2 separate regions of the Mus musculus genome follow, and region 2 is linked to region 1. The links are chromatin contacts, called in public Hi-C maps. All regions are on one chromosome and are shown on one strand. Each heading gives the region's core, a stretch centred on a gene start, on an enhancer-like site or on the middle of the called end of the contact. The rest is flanking DNA. Distances are from core to core; before and after follow the strand shown.

Region 1 (6,729 bases), core at 2,691-5,190:
AGGATTTATTCACTTATTGAGCTAAATTCTGAGGGTTGATATCTAGCAGTGAAAGAGATGGATAAAACATCTCCCTTGTGGAGATTACACCCTAATGGAGAGAGATCACATATAAGCAAATACACAATTTACATCAATCCTTAGTGGGTGTTGAATGCTATAAAGACCAACAAGCCCTGGTGAGGCTGATGGGAAATGCAGAACTAGCAATAGAGACTGAAATTTTAAACAGGGTGGTCAAGGAAGCCTGTCCTAGAAGATGACATTTAAACAAGTAGATCACTGGTGAGAGGCATTCCAGACAGGAACTGGTATGTTTGGTGAGCTTCAGAGAAACAAGGACAACAGTGTAGATGAGGCTGTTTGGCAGGTAAGGTCAGTAGACTGCCTGTGGGAGGATGGTGTGATTGACAGGTAGGGTCATGAAACTGTGTGGGAGGATGATGTGATTGGCAGATAAGGTCAGGAGACTGTGTGAGGGATGATATGATTGACAAGTAAGGTCAGGAGACTGTGGGAGGATGGTGTGATTGACAGGTAAGGTCATGAGACTGTGGGAGGATGGTGTGATTGACAGGTAAGGTCAGGAAACTGTGTGGGAGGATGGTATGATTGACAGGTAAGGTCAGGAGACTGTGTGAGAGATGATATGATTGACAGGTAAGGTCAGGAGACTGTGAGAGGATGGTGTGATTGACAGGTAAGATCAGGAGACTGTGTTGAAAATGTGAGTGATTGGCAGGTAAGGTCAGGCAACTATGTGGGAGGATGAGGGTGATGGACAGGTAAGGTTAGGAGACTACATGTGGGAGGGGGATGGGGATTGACAGGTAAGGTCAGGAGGCTATATGTGGGAAGATGAGGGTGATTGACAGGTCAAGGACAAAAGGCTGTAAGGACAGATCAAAAAGGAATTGGCAGAGGTTCTGAGGCTCTCAGCATTTCCTAAGGAGTTGTTACAAGGGTCTGAGCAGGAGAAAAATAACACATGGCTTGAGTTTTAATGAGACTCTCTCTGGTTCTGGGTGGGACAACATAGGAAACAGGGGAAAACACCAGGAAGCCATAGCCAAAGTCCAGATGAGAGATGTTGACCCAAAGTTAGCCCAAGCAAGGTCAAAGAGCAGTGTGAGGGTAGAGAGAAGCATTTGGACTCTGGATAATTTTTGAAATGAAGGCTAGTTAGATTGGGTTTGTTGTGAATTAATATAACGCATAAAGGAAAGGAAGCAAAGAAGGAAAAAATGGAAACTCCAATTCTTCATCTCTATCAGATAGTGAGTTTCCCTCACGGTCATTGATACTAATTAATTTTGTTTATCTGGACAAGGTAAAAAGTATTTAGTTAAATTGAGAAATGAAAGGAGTTGATAAATTTAAACTTTTTTTAAAAAATCTTCTGTAGTCATCTAATATGAGAAAAAAGAAAAAGAAGAAGGAAGGAAAGACAGCACAGACAGGAAGGGTGAGCGGTTGAACAGTTAGCAGATGCTTTGTGTTGATGGATTAACACACAATCGTGTGACCTGAGCAAGCCAGCAATAAAAACTAAGTCATGACGCTACCCTACAGATGTAGACAATGGCTGGCTCACCTCACAAGAGACCGTTTCATAACATTAAGAAATTGTGGTTAGTTCAGGGGAAAGTGTGATATTGTTTACAAGGTCCTCATTTTTATAGATCTTTTAAATTAATTTTTTGGTTGACAATTTCATATATGTCATAATGAATTCTGATTACTCTCACACACCCTCTGTGCTGGCTAGTCTTGTGTCAACTTGACACACAAACTAAAGATATCTAAAGAAGAGAAACTTAATTGAAAAAAAAATGCCTTCCCAACAAGCCCAACAAGCAAGTTGAAAAGTTTGAAAGGCCCAACAAGCAGCTGAAAGAGTTGGATGTAGATATTTACACCCAATCAATGGTGACCCCTGTGGTTGAATTAGGGAAAAGTTGGAAGAAGCTGAGGAGGAGGGAGACCCTATAAGAAGACCAGCAGTCTCAACTAACCTGGATTCCCAGGATCTCTCAGACACTGAGCCACCAACCAGGCAGCATACACCAGCTGATATGAGGTCCCCAACACATATACAGCAGAGGACTGTTGGGTCTGGACTCAGTCAGAGAAGATACACCTAACCCTTGAGAGACTTGGGGCTCCAGGGAGTAGAGAGGTCTGGTGGGGTAGGTAGGGGTGTGGATGGAGACATCCTCTTGGAGATGGGGCACGGGGTGGGGGGGGGGGAGGTATGAGATGTGGAACAGTTGGAGGGTGGACCAGGAGGAGGATAAAGTCTGGACGGTTAAAAAAAATATTAAAGAATAAATTTTTTAAAATGCCTCTATAATATCCAGCTAGAAGGCATTTTTAAAATTAGTTACTAGTGGGGAGAGGCCAGCCTATTGTGGGTGGTGCCTTTCCTGGGCTAGTGGTCCTGTGTTCTATAAGAAAGGCTGAGCAAGCCAGTAAGCAGCACCCCTCTGTGGCTTCTGCATCAGCTCCTGTCTCCAGGTTTTTGACATTTTCAGTTCCTGTTCCAATGTCCTTTGGTGATAAATAGCAATGTGGAACTGTAAGCCAAATAAACTCTTTCCTCCCCAAATTGCTTTTTGTTCATGGTGTTTTGTCCCAGCAGTAGAAACCCTAAGACAACCTTTCTTATCTTTCATGTCCTCTCCCAGTCAATAGCAGTGTCTTTCCCAGACTTTCAGCTCTGTGACTCATTTAGTTTAACCATGGCCACTGGTATAACCATTGGATTGGAACCAGCCATTAGAGTCTGCTGGGGTCATCAGTGGGTTACAAATGCACACAATAACTTCCCTTCTCCCTGAATCTCTCAGTGGCAAAGAGTTCATTGGTGAGGAGTAGGGCCCCTGGTCCCCTCTTCTTCCAGGCCTGACTGCTGACTGGGCTATTGTTGTGCAGACCCATGCAGGTACCTGCCCCTTCTGAGAATTCAGGACTTCGGTTGTGTCTAGCTACGAGATCACATTTCACAGTCTTTCCTGTATTCCAGCTCTTCCATTCTTTCTGTCCCCCTCTTCCACAATGTTCCTTGCGCTTCAGAGCAGGCAATCTTTATTCTCAGCAACTTGTGCATCCATGAGTCTCTCCTGTTCTCTTATGACTTCTCCAACAATGAAGTTTCTTTAAAAACAAAAACCAAAACAACAAGCAAACAAACACCCCAGGTTTGCAGTACTCAGCATGGATTCTCTTCTTGGAGCAGGTCTCACATCAAATCAAAGAGCACTTAGTACACCCATAACAGTGGTACCACTAAGTGGACACATCTTGTCTTAGGGGTTGGTTGGTCATTTAGATTGTAGGAATCACTGCTGAGTAAGGTCAATGCCCTTTCTAACCTACAGGCCTATGTTGCACCCGCAGGACTACAGAAACCAACTGTCAAGGAGAAGCCATGGTTTCAAGGACTTGCTTTTTCATAGTCCAGTGGTAAAATGAAAGACGATAAATTGGGTTATTAGTGTTAACCTGCTTTCTAGTTGTATGGATTCAAGAAGTTGCACATGATGAAGGAAGAATAAACACAGAATGAAAGTATATTCCATTGTACCCCACATATTTAGCATCCATGAGGCCAGGGATTCAATCCCTAGAACAAATAACTACACATATCATAAGACGTTAAAGATTGATAACGTTAGTTGCCCCCAAAGAAGGGCCTGTATACGGCATAATGAGATTCTCATCTGTCTCCACCTTTGTGTCTTGCTAATGCCAACATACCAAAAATATATTGTCTACTAATAAATGCAATGAAAACTGCAGGCCTGCCCTGGCAGATGTGTAGGGGAGAAGCAGGCATGGAAAATGAGTCTCGGGACAAGCTGCTAATTACCCACTCCTCAGCCTCTTCATTCTGGTTTCTGGCTAGTTGTCCCATAACACGTCATTCTGAGGCAATACTTAATTCAGCAGCATGTGAGCCCAGGCAAGAATGACTCAGAGAGCCATTCCCCTGGGCAGTTGAACAGGTATCACTGAGGAGCAAAGTTTTCCATGCAAGTTTCAACAGATTGGCTCAAAAACAATGACTGCATTGCAAGAAACCATAAACCACAACCAATGTCTGAGGATAGTGGCTCATTTCCTGGCTGAATTCATGGCTTTCCAACCTGGTCCTCTTGGTGACTGTGTTAGATTTTATTATATGACTGCTATAATATGTGATGAGAGTCGGTTTTATTGGTGAAATGAACACATGTAGTTTTATACGAATGACAGATTTACATAGAACTAAAGCTTCTCTCCATAGACTTTGCAATTGCAGTTTTTGTACCTGGCCTGGAATGGAATCTACCTGTGCTGCATGTGTGTGTGTAAGTGTGCACATAGCACACGTGGAGGTCAGAGGACATCTTGCAGGAGTGACTTCTCTTCCTCCATGTGGGTCTTGGGGATTAAGCTCAGGTCCCCAGGCTTGGTGTCAGACACCTTTGCCACTCCATCTCCTTGGCCCCTACAATTTTTATATACCTAAATCATAAAATCACATAGACTTTCCAGAGCTGGAGCGATGGCTCGGGGGTAGAAGCTATTGCTGAACAAGCCTGACTACCTGAGTTCTATCCCCAGAGCCTTTGAAAATGAAAGGAGAGAATCGACTCCTGAAAGTTGTCCTTTGCTTTGCACATGCTCACCATGGCACACATGCACACCGCATTCACACACACGCCATATAGATATATACATGCAATATTAATAATTCTTTTAAAATGAGTCTATTACTTTGTACAGTAATATGTTCCAGAGAGCTAGCATGCCTCTTCTGCCTTGTGAAAGCAAAACTAGAAGGTTTCATCTACCAACCAGAAGATAAGCTCATCCTATTGGAGGACAAACATGCCAAGGTCTCGGTCATGAACTTCTCAGCTTGCACACCTGTGAGAAATACATCGCATCACCTGTAAGTTACCCAGTCTCTGGTAGTTTGCTATACAAACCTAAAAAGAATGAAACACAATTCAATATCTATGTTCCATCATCTTTACTAAAAGACCCCCAATGTAATGTGTGACAACAACATGTTTCATTAAAATAATGTGTTAAAAAAATAATAAAATAAAATAATGTGTTCTGACATCGCTGCTAATGAGCTCAAATACAAACAGAAGTTACTAGAAAATGAAACTCTCATAAAGCTTATTTAAAAGAAGCCAGAAAGAGAGTAGGATGATGAGCTACAGAGAAATAGAGAGAAAGAAAGGGGATGAGAGAAAAGGGGAGGGGGGAGAGAGGGGGGGAAGAGAAAATAATCACAAAAGATGTTTTTCATAAAGAACTATTGCCTAAAATATTTAAGGAACTCTTAAAATTCAACAGTAAGAAAATAGACAACCTGCTCTAAAACTGGGGAAAGCAGGCAGAGCACATTAACAGATGCCTCACGGAGCAAGACACATGAGCAGCAGACAAGCACATGAAATGGTGCCCCGTGCCTACATGCTCAGCACAGTATAAAACAACAGGAAACTTACCGCCAAAAACTTTACCACTGCCAAATCCACAGAGACACGGAACAGGGAGTCTCAACCATTGCTGGCACTAACACAAAACACAAACACGCTGTGAAAGGCAGCTAGACATTCCTTACAAAATTAAAGACATTCTCACTAAGATCATCTACCATGATGCCCCTTGCTATTTGCCCAAATTATTTGAAAACTTAATGTCCACTCAAACTCTGAACACAGGTGTTTCTCAAAGTATTTTTTTCACAATTGCTCAAACATGGAAGCAATCATAAAATCCAACTAATTTACATCAATACATATATACCTTCACCCCTTCAAAGCACATCGTTATGTAAAGACAGTGTGACATATGGTTCCAACTTCTGACATATTGGAAAAGAAAAAAAAACTATGGAGAGAATGAAGACATCAGTGGTTGTGAGGAGCAGAGGCAGGAGAGATGGCTGTGAAGTACACATACTGGAGACTAGGAGACTGACTGTATAATAAATATTACAGTGGCAGACACATCAATGCACACTCAGCAAAACCTATGTGAGGTGCAACAGTGAGTGTGAACTCAAGTGTAAACTCTGGGTTGTAGGTGATGGCGGTGTGCAGTGAAACCTCCATCACGTGCTATGGGGTGTGTATTTGATCATATACTATCTGCTATAGGATGTTAGTAGTGGGAGAGATGGGGCTGGGTGTATAAGGATAGGAAGTGTATGGAAAATTATTACTTTCTGTTTAATTTTGTAGTGAACTTAAAACTACTCTGAAGCTGTGCATGGTGGCAGACACCTTTAATCCCAGCACTCAGGAGGAAGAGGCAGGCAGATCTCTAAATTCAAGGCCAGCATTCTACAGAATGAGTTCCAGGACAGCCAGGGCTACATAGAGAAACTCTGTCTTGGGGATGGAGGGAGAAAGAAAAGAAAAGCAATGTGGATCAGTAAGATGGCTCATTGGATAAAGGCATTTACTGCCAAGCTTGAGGACTGTAGTTCAACCCCTAGGAACCACACAGGAGAAAGAGAGAACCAACTCCAAGTTGTCCTCTGGCCTCAGCATCCCATGGCACATGTGAGCGCATGCATGTGCACTCACACACACACACACACACACACACACACACACACACACACACACACACACACACAGTGTAATTTAAATAAGTAAATAAAGTAAGATCTGTTAAAGAAAGAAAATGCAGTGTAATATTAAGTTGAGATGTTTTCTA
Region 2 (6,729 bases), core at 2,095-4,594, 46 kb after region 1:
AAGTAAAATGTGTTTTTTTAAAAACATAGAGGAATGAAGATTAAAACAAGGAAAGAAAACCAGTACAAGAGCCAGTAAGAAAGGGCGGGAGTCCAACATCGTTCTTTTGAAAAAACTAGAGCAAAATAGGGACAATCACAGCAAGAAACGCTATGTCAGTCACTGCCAGATGCGGAGAGAACTGATTTAAGTAACACTGTGCCACACTTCTGAGAACTATAAAGAACTATCAAACTCAAAATATCCTCATGTGGGATAGAGAGATGGCTCAGAGGTTAAGAGCACTTATTATGAGCTGGAAATATCGCTCATCAGTTGAGAGCACTGACTGCTCTTCCAGAGCACCCAGGTTCAATTCCCAGTAACTACATGGCCGCTCACAAGCGTCTATAACGCCAAGATCTGACACTCTCACACAGACATACTTGTAGGCAAAACACCAATGTGAATAAAATTAAGAGAGAGAGAGAGAGAGAGAGAGAGAGAGAGAGAAACCCAAAGTTTGGTTCCCAGCACCCATATGGTGACTTGCAACCATCTGTAATTCCAGTTCTAAGGGATTTGACACTCTCTTCTGACCTCCACACCTACCAGTTATATACCTGGTACATATACATACATGCAAGCAAAATACCCATATACACATAAAATAAAGAAAGAAGTTTGGGAGGTGATGTGAGACAGGGTCTCACTATATTAAACCAGGCTGTCCTGGAACTCACTATGTAGACCATGCTGGCCTCAAACTCACAGAGATCCTCCTGCCTCTAACACCACCACCATTTAAAGGTACCATCATGCCTGGCAATAAATAAAATTTAAATATATTACTACAAGGAATAAGTGTGATATTTTCTGTATATCCATGCATATGAATTTATGCAAAGTGGTTTGATGAATTAGATATATAATAAGATGTGTGTGTTATGCTTAGTCTAAATTATTTCACTTTTGACTCTAACTAGGACAGTATGGCTGTTTTTTAGGATTTTAACAGCACATGAAATTCAAGATAGTAAATTAAGTAGAGGTTTGGGTTCTAGGATCCTTTTCATGGAACACAAGTCTCCTAAGAATTTATAGATCTAGCTGGGCAGTGGTGGAGCATGCTTTTAATCCCAGTACATGGGAACCAGAGGCAGGCAGATTTCTGAGTTCGAGGCCAGCCTGGTCTACAGAGTAAGTTCCAGGACAGCCAGGGCTACAAAGAGAAACCCTGTCTCCAAAAAAACCAAAACAACAACAAAAAAATTCACAGATCTACATATGTTAAGATTCTATACTAGAAGACGATAATTTTTTCAGATTTTCAAGTCATCATCTTCTCTCTCCCTCCCCTTCCTACAATGCATTACTTGACAACAGAGATATGTTCTGAGAATCATGTAATTCTGCAAACATCATAAAGTATACCTACTTACACAAGCTAAGATGGCTCTGGGGCCACTGCGGGAGAGCTGTGTGTCACTGACCCAAAGAGGCAAATGACACAGAACCTCGCCACCCCCCCCACGTGTGTGTGTGTGTGTGTGTGTTTGTGTGTGTGTGTGTGTGTGTGGTGTGTGTGTGTGTGTGTGTGTGTGTGGTGTGTTTGTGTGTGTGTATGTGTGTGTGTATGTGGTGTGTGTGTGTGTGTGTGTGTGTGGTGTGTGTGTGTGTGTGTGTGTGTGTGTGTGTGTGTAAAATTATGAATTTGCTTGCATTGTTGAACATATTACCTATGGTGACAGGAAGCCAGCAAACAACGCTAAACTGGTCCTTTACATCCCATAATCCCTCTCTTGCTTGATAAAGGCTTATTTGGAAAACACTAATGACTTTAACCAAAAATGGATTTATGTTAATTCAAAGGTAGCTGCTTGAAGTCTTTCTGCATGTGCTGATTGCTGCCCTACTAGGTAAAGGAAAAAAAACAAAAACAAACAAACAAACAAAAAAACCCTTGTAGCAATATGCCTGGAAGCAGTTAGACTGATCTGAACTTTGGAGGAAAAAAAAAAAAAAAAAACCTAAAAACTAAACACTTGGGTGCAGTACCCTCACCCACTGGCAGAGGGCTACCACTTCTGGTGTTTCATGGCTCTTCACAAGGAAAGAGCTGACTTCTCTGCAGAACCAGGTTCCCGTTCCCCTGCTATCTGTGCAAGGATAGCATAAAATGGGGACTTCTGTTTTAGGGAGCCATTTGGAAGTTCTAGGGCCCTCTGTGGTTTTGAAATTGTGAAACAAAGAAAGAAAGAAAGACAAATAAATTGTATTTGTCAAAATTTTTCAAGGCAAAGAAGCAACAGAGCTGGGCACTGCTGGAGAACTAGCAAGACTTGGAAGCATATCTTGGACTTACTCTTTGATAAAGACTAATGGTCCTCGAAGTTCCGAAATCCATTCCACTTGGTATGGTCTGTGTTTGTTATCACAGCACAGTCAACATGCTCACCAGCAGCAGCTCTACCCACCTCTCTCCTCTTCAAGCACTGTTTTTGCTGATGGTGTTGGTTTTGAGACAGTTTCATGGCTGACCTTGAAATGACTACATAGCCGAAGGTTAACTTAAACTTCTGATGATCATATCTCTACCTCCCAGGTGCTGGAATTACAGGCCTGTGCTGCCACTTTGTATTTATGAAGATTCTGGAACCTAGCGCTTCCAGCAAGCTGGGCACACATTGCCAACTGACCTACATTTCCAGACCAAAGCCTATTTAGTCTTAAGATTTCAGGTTAAATAAATGGGCTTTTAGAACGCTAGCCCTTTACCACTGAATCTCTGAGAATAGTGAATCTTGCCTCTGCCGCAGTTTTATTTATGTGTTTTTGGTTAGCATTTGAATTCTCCGTTAGACTGTGGGATCACTTCTACCTGCCGATCGATCTGTGTGTCTGTCTGTCTGTCTGTCTTTCTGCTGTATGTATGGTACTGTGCCTGTAGACACCAGAAGATGGTATTGTATCCTCTGGAGCTAGAGTTACAGATGGTTATAAGCCTCTGGGTGTGTGGATGGAACCTGACGCAGATCTCCTGTTAGCTGCTAAGGCATCTCTCGAGAACCAGCCAACCTGTGACTTTCTAGTAAGGAGTAAGTTTGAGTTGATGTCTGGGAGAATAAGATTGTATGAGGAGTCCCTCTCAGTGTGTCCCTCTGGACTGACTATCCTTCTAGCTTCTTTCAACCTGTGGAGACTGAGCTACATAGAATACATAGAGGGCTGCTGCCTATGGATTCCAGCTGGTTCCAGAAATCCACTGGCAGGAGCAAAGCCCGGCCTGCCTTCTGCAGCGCCATAGTACAGCAGCCGTGTGTGTCCCCACCTGCTTTCCTCAGCTTCAGCCCTGGGCAACCCCCAGGTCCCGGTGATTAATCATCCCCAGTAGGACCTTTAGCCCTGGCACTGGCACTGGCTTCACACCATGCCACCAGCTTTTATTTCCTTGCCTTCGACCACATCTTGGTAAACAGTCTCTTACTTCTAATACTTTCAGTGACTGAGTGTATTTCAGTCAGTACCCTGACTAATGTAGACATACTCTCTTTATCGTCTGTCTTAAAATAAAGTGACTTAAAGCTAAGGTTTTCATTGTTCTGGGCCACAGCCCAGTCGCATGGCTTTGTGTAACTCAGATATCACAAAGCATGCTTGGATTACTCCATTCTCTCCCGTTATCAACTTGAAGATCTCCACAAAGCACCAATTCAGAATGCATCAGGCACACACAAAACCCTGGGTTCAATTCTATTACTACATAAACCAGGTGTTCTGATACGTCCAGTGATTCCAGCAACTTGGAGGTGGAGACAGGAGGATCAGACCACCCCAGCCCAGTGCCACAGGGCCCAAGTGGGCAGATCACACTCAAAAGGCCTGCCTAGCTTTACATGGTCTCTGAGTGGGCAGAGCAAGCATGCAATGATCCCTAACCTGGTGCCACACAGATCTGGGAGACAACCCCAGACACCCAAAGACCCTGGTGCCATTAAAATGAACAAGCAAGTGGAAGAAAGATGGAAGAGAAGGAGAAGCAGGAGGATGTGAGCACAATGAAGAGGACTTGGAGGCTCGAGGGTAGTGAGGAACAGCCCTATGTGAGTAGCCTGTGATGCCACCTAAGGCCATGGTGAGGTTCTGGTGTGCTGCCACCTAAGGGCCATGTCTATGCCTGTGGCCCTGTAGTAGTGGGGATCTATTACTACCAAAGGCCAGGCAGATGTCCCTGTCTGCACTGCCACCTGAGGACATGTTAATGTCTGAGGGCTATGTAGAACTTGCTCTACCCTTCACCTAAGCATCATGGGAGAGCTGGCCCCAATGTTCATCAACTGCAGCACTCAAAAGAGGGGCCCTGAACCTTGCCCAGGAAATATAGTAGACTGGCCCTGGTTGTAGGGGTCGTGGGTAAGGCTCCTGCCCAGGGTTAGTGCAGGAGAGCTGGCCCAGCCCCTCACCAGCTACAGCATGCATCAGTGGGAAGAATGTCCCAAACCTCCACTGGGTGACACAATGGAGCTGGCTCTGGTGGCATGGGTGTTGATGAACCAGCCCCAAGGCATAGAGAGCTAGCCATGCATGCCTCTTGTCGCTGCAGCATGGGTGAGCTAGCCAGGGCAGTGCTGGAGAGCTCGCCCTGGTGCTGTGGGTGTGAGAGAACCAGTGTGCTGACTAACCCAGGCACCACCCAGGCCCACCTCAACATCTACCTCATCTATGAACTACTAAAGCATGTGAAAGGGCCAGTCCTGCAGATCCAAAGCTGCAGGATCTCCATGACACAGGACAACAAAAGGATAACTGAGAGGAGTCCAGTGAGGATCCAGTATTGATGGAGTAACAGAAGCCAGAGGCCTCGCACCAGACCAATGACTCATGGCAAGGAACATTTGCAAGTGAAGATGTGTGGACAGAGGGATACACTGTGGGATACACTGTGTCATACTACAGCTTCCATGATGAGATGTTTTTATGCTTTGTTTTGTCTATTTTTCATTTTTGTCTTTTATTTTCTTTCAGGGGAAGTGGAAATGGCAGAGGGTGGATACAAAGGGATGGGGAGATGAGTGGAATTGGGTAAATGATGTGAAAGTCACAAAGAATTAATTACAAGTTAAATTAGAGAAAAAATAACTTGAAGATGACTGGGGAGCTCGAGGCACACCTAGGCCACATGGAACACACCCTCCCTCCCCCCAAACAAAAGCATCATGACTGGTGATGATTTTTAAAATGTTTACCTGGGCATTCTAAAAAAAAAAAAAACCACACACACACAAAAACAAAAGACCCAGTTCTATTACCCAAATGACCCATTTTAAATCTGTCCTAATGATCTTGTGCTGCTATAACAAAGCACCACACAGTCTGGATGGCTGAGGAATGGTAGAAATTTATCCTTCACGGTTTTGGAGAGTGCATGGAATTCCAACATCAGAAATGTGGCAAATTCATTCAGAGACCAGGGAGGCCACATCCTGTCTCACACTGAAGCCTTAAACACAGCACCTTCCCTAATGAAAGGCCAAAGGGTAGGGATTCTGTGGCCTTTTATACAGTCTCTGATCCTATTCATGACCTAACCTCCTACTCAAATGCCCAGATGGAAATGACACTGAATTGGGAGTTATGTGTCAACAGAAATTTTGGAGGACATGCACACAGTAGGAGCTTTCCAAAGCTCCTTCTTCCCAAGGAAGACTTCTCACCTCTGAGCTCTCTGAAGACATATACTCACCCACTCTTACATACATACACACACTCACACAACACATACACACTCATATGCTCACATTCACACTCTCACACTCACATACATTCACACACACACACTCATACACTCACTCTCACGTAGATTCACATAGGTTCACACACTCTCACATAGATTCTCATAGACTCATACACACTCTTACACACACACTCACATGCTCTCATACACACTCATACACTCTCACATACATTCACACACACTCATACACACATATACATACATACAGAAGCACACACTCACACACACACTACATTCACATACACAAATATGCTCACATATACTCACATACATATACACACACTCATGCTCTCACACATACTTATACACACTCACACAAGACAAAGACCTCTAACTACTCCTCCTTTCATTAGCTGCCTGCCCCCTGCATGATGCTAGTGAACACTAAGAGGAGTCAGCAATCAATTACTACTAATAATCCCAGGAATGATCATTCCAGAAATATTTTCTGTATCCTTTTCACCAAATCAGTAAAGACTATTTTGAAAGTAGGCTTGCAAAAGAAAGACAACTCTTTCTTCTCATAAGAGTGAGGTAACACAATCACAAAGGAACTCACACAATATGTACTCACTGATAAGTGGATATTAGCCCAAAACTTAGGATACCCAAGATATAAGATACAATTTGCTAAACGCATGAAACTCAAGAAAAATTAAGACCAAAGTGTAGACACTGTGCCCCTTCTTAGAATTGGGAACAAAACACCCATGGAAGGAGTTACAGAGACAAAGTTTGGAGCTGTGACAAGAGGATGGACCATCTAGAGACTGCCATATCCAGGGATCCACCCCATAATCAGCTTCCAAACGCTGACACCATTGCATACACTAGCAAGATTTTGCTGAAAGGACCCAGATATAGCTGTCTCTTGTGAGACTATGCCGGGGCCTAGCAAACACAGAAGTGGATGCTCACAGTCAGCTATTGGATGGATCACAGGGCTCCCAATGGAG

What was found. A called contact is a pair of places that touch in the nucleus more often than the background predicts.
Region 2: a contact with region 1 is called in a Hi-C map of pancreatic cancer cells, with 1.8 times the contacts expected there. The contact joins two enhancer-like sites. A contact is called at or near these places in 1 of 15 datasets of contacts at CTCF or cohesin (embryonic stem cells), 20 of 484 Hi-C or Micro-C datasets (the 3T3-L1 cell line, the AtT-20 cell line, the C2C12 cell line and 11 more) and 1 of 115 datasets of contacts at active chromatin or transcription factors (embryonic stem cells).

Annotation. Positions count from the first base shown.
Region 1 is chr8:79,538,706-79,545,434 of GRCm38.p6, forward strand. No RefSeq gene overlaps it. Among named protein-coding and RNA genes, the nearest start is that of Otud4, 98 kb to the right of the region's middle. Within about 2 kb of position 3,941, at least 30 of the 459 cell types and tissues checked have an H3K27ac peak or open chromatin away from gene starts, as enhancers often do. A contact at or near this core is called in pancreatic cancer cells, where this site is marked.
Region 2 is chr8:79,585,402-79,592,130 of GRCm38.p6, forward strand. No RefSeq gene overlaps it. Among named protein-coding and RNA genes, the nearest start is that of Otud4, 51 kb to the right of the region's middle. Within about 2 kb of position 3,345, at least 11 of the 459 cell types and tissues checked have an H3K27ac peak or open chromatin away from gene starts, as enhancers often do. A contact at or near this core is called in pancreatic cancer cells, where this site is marked.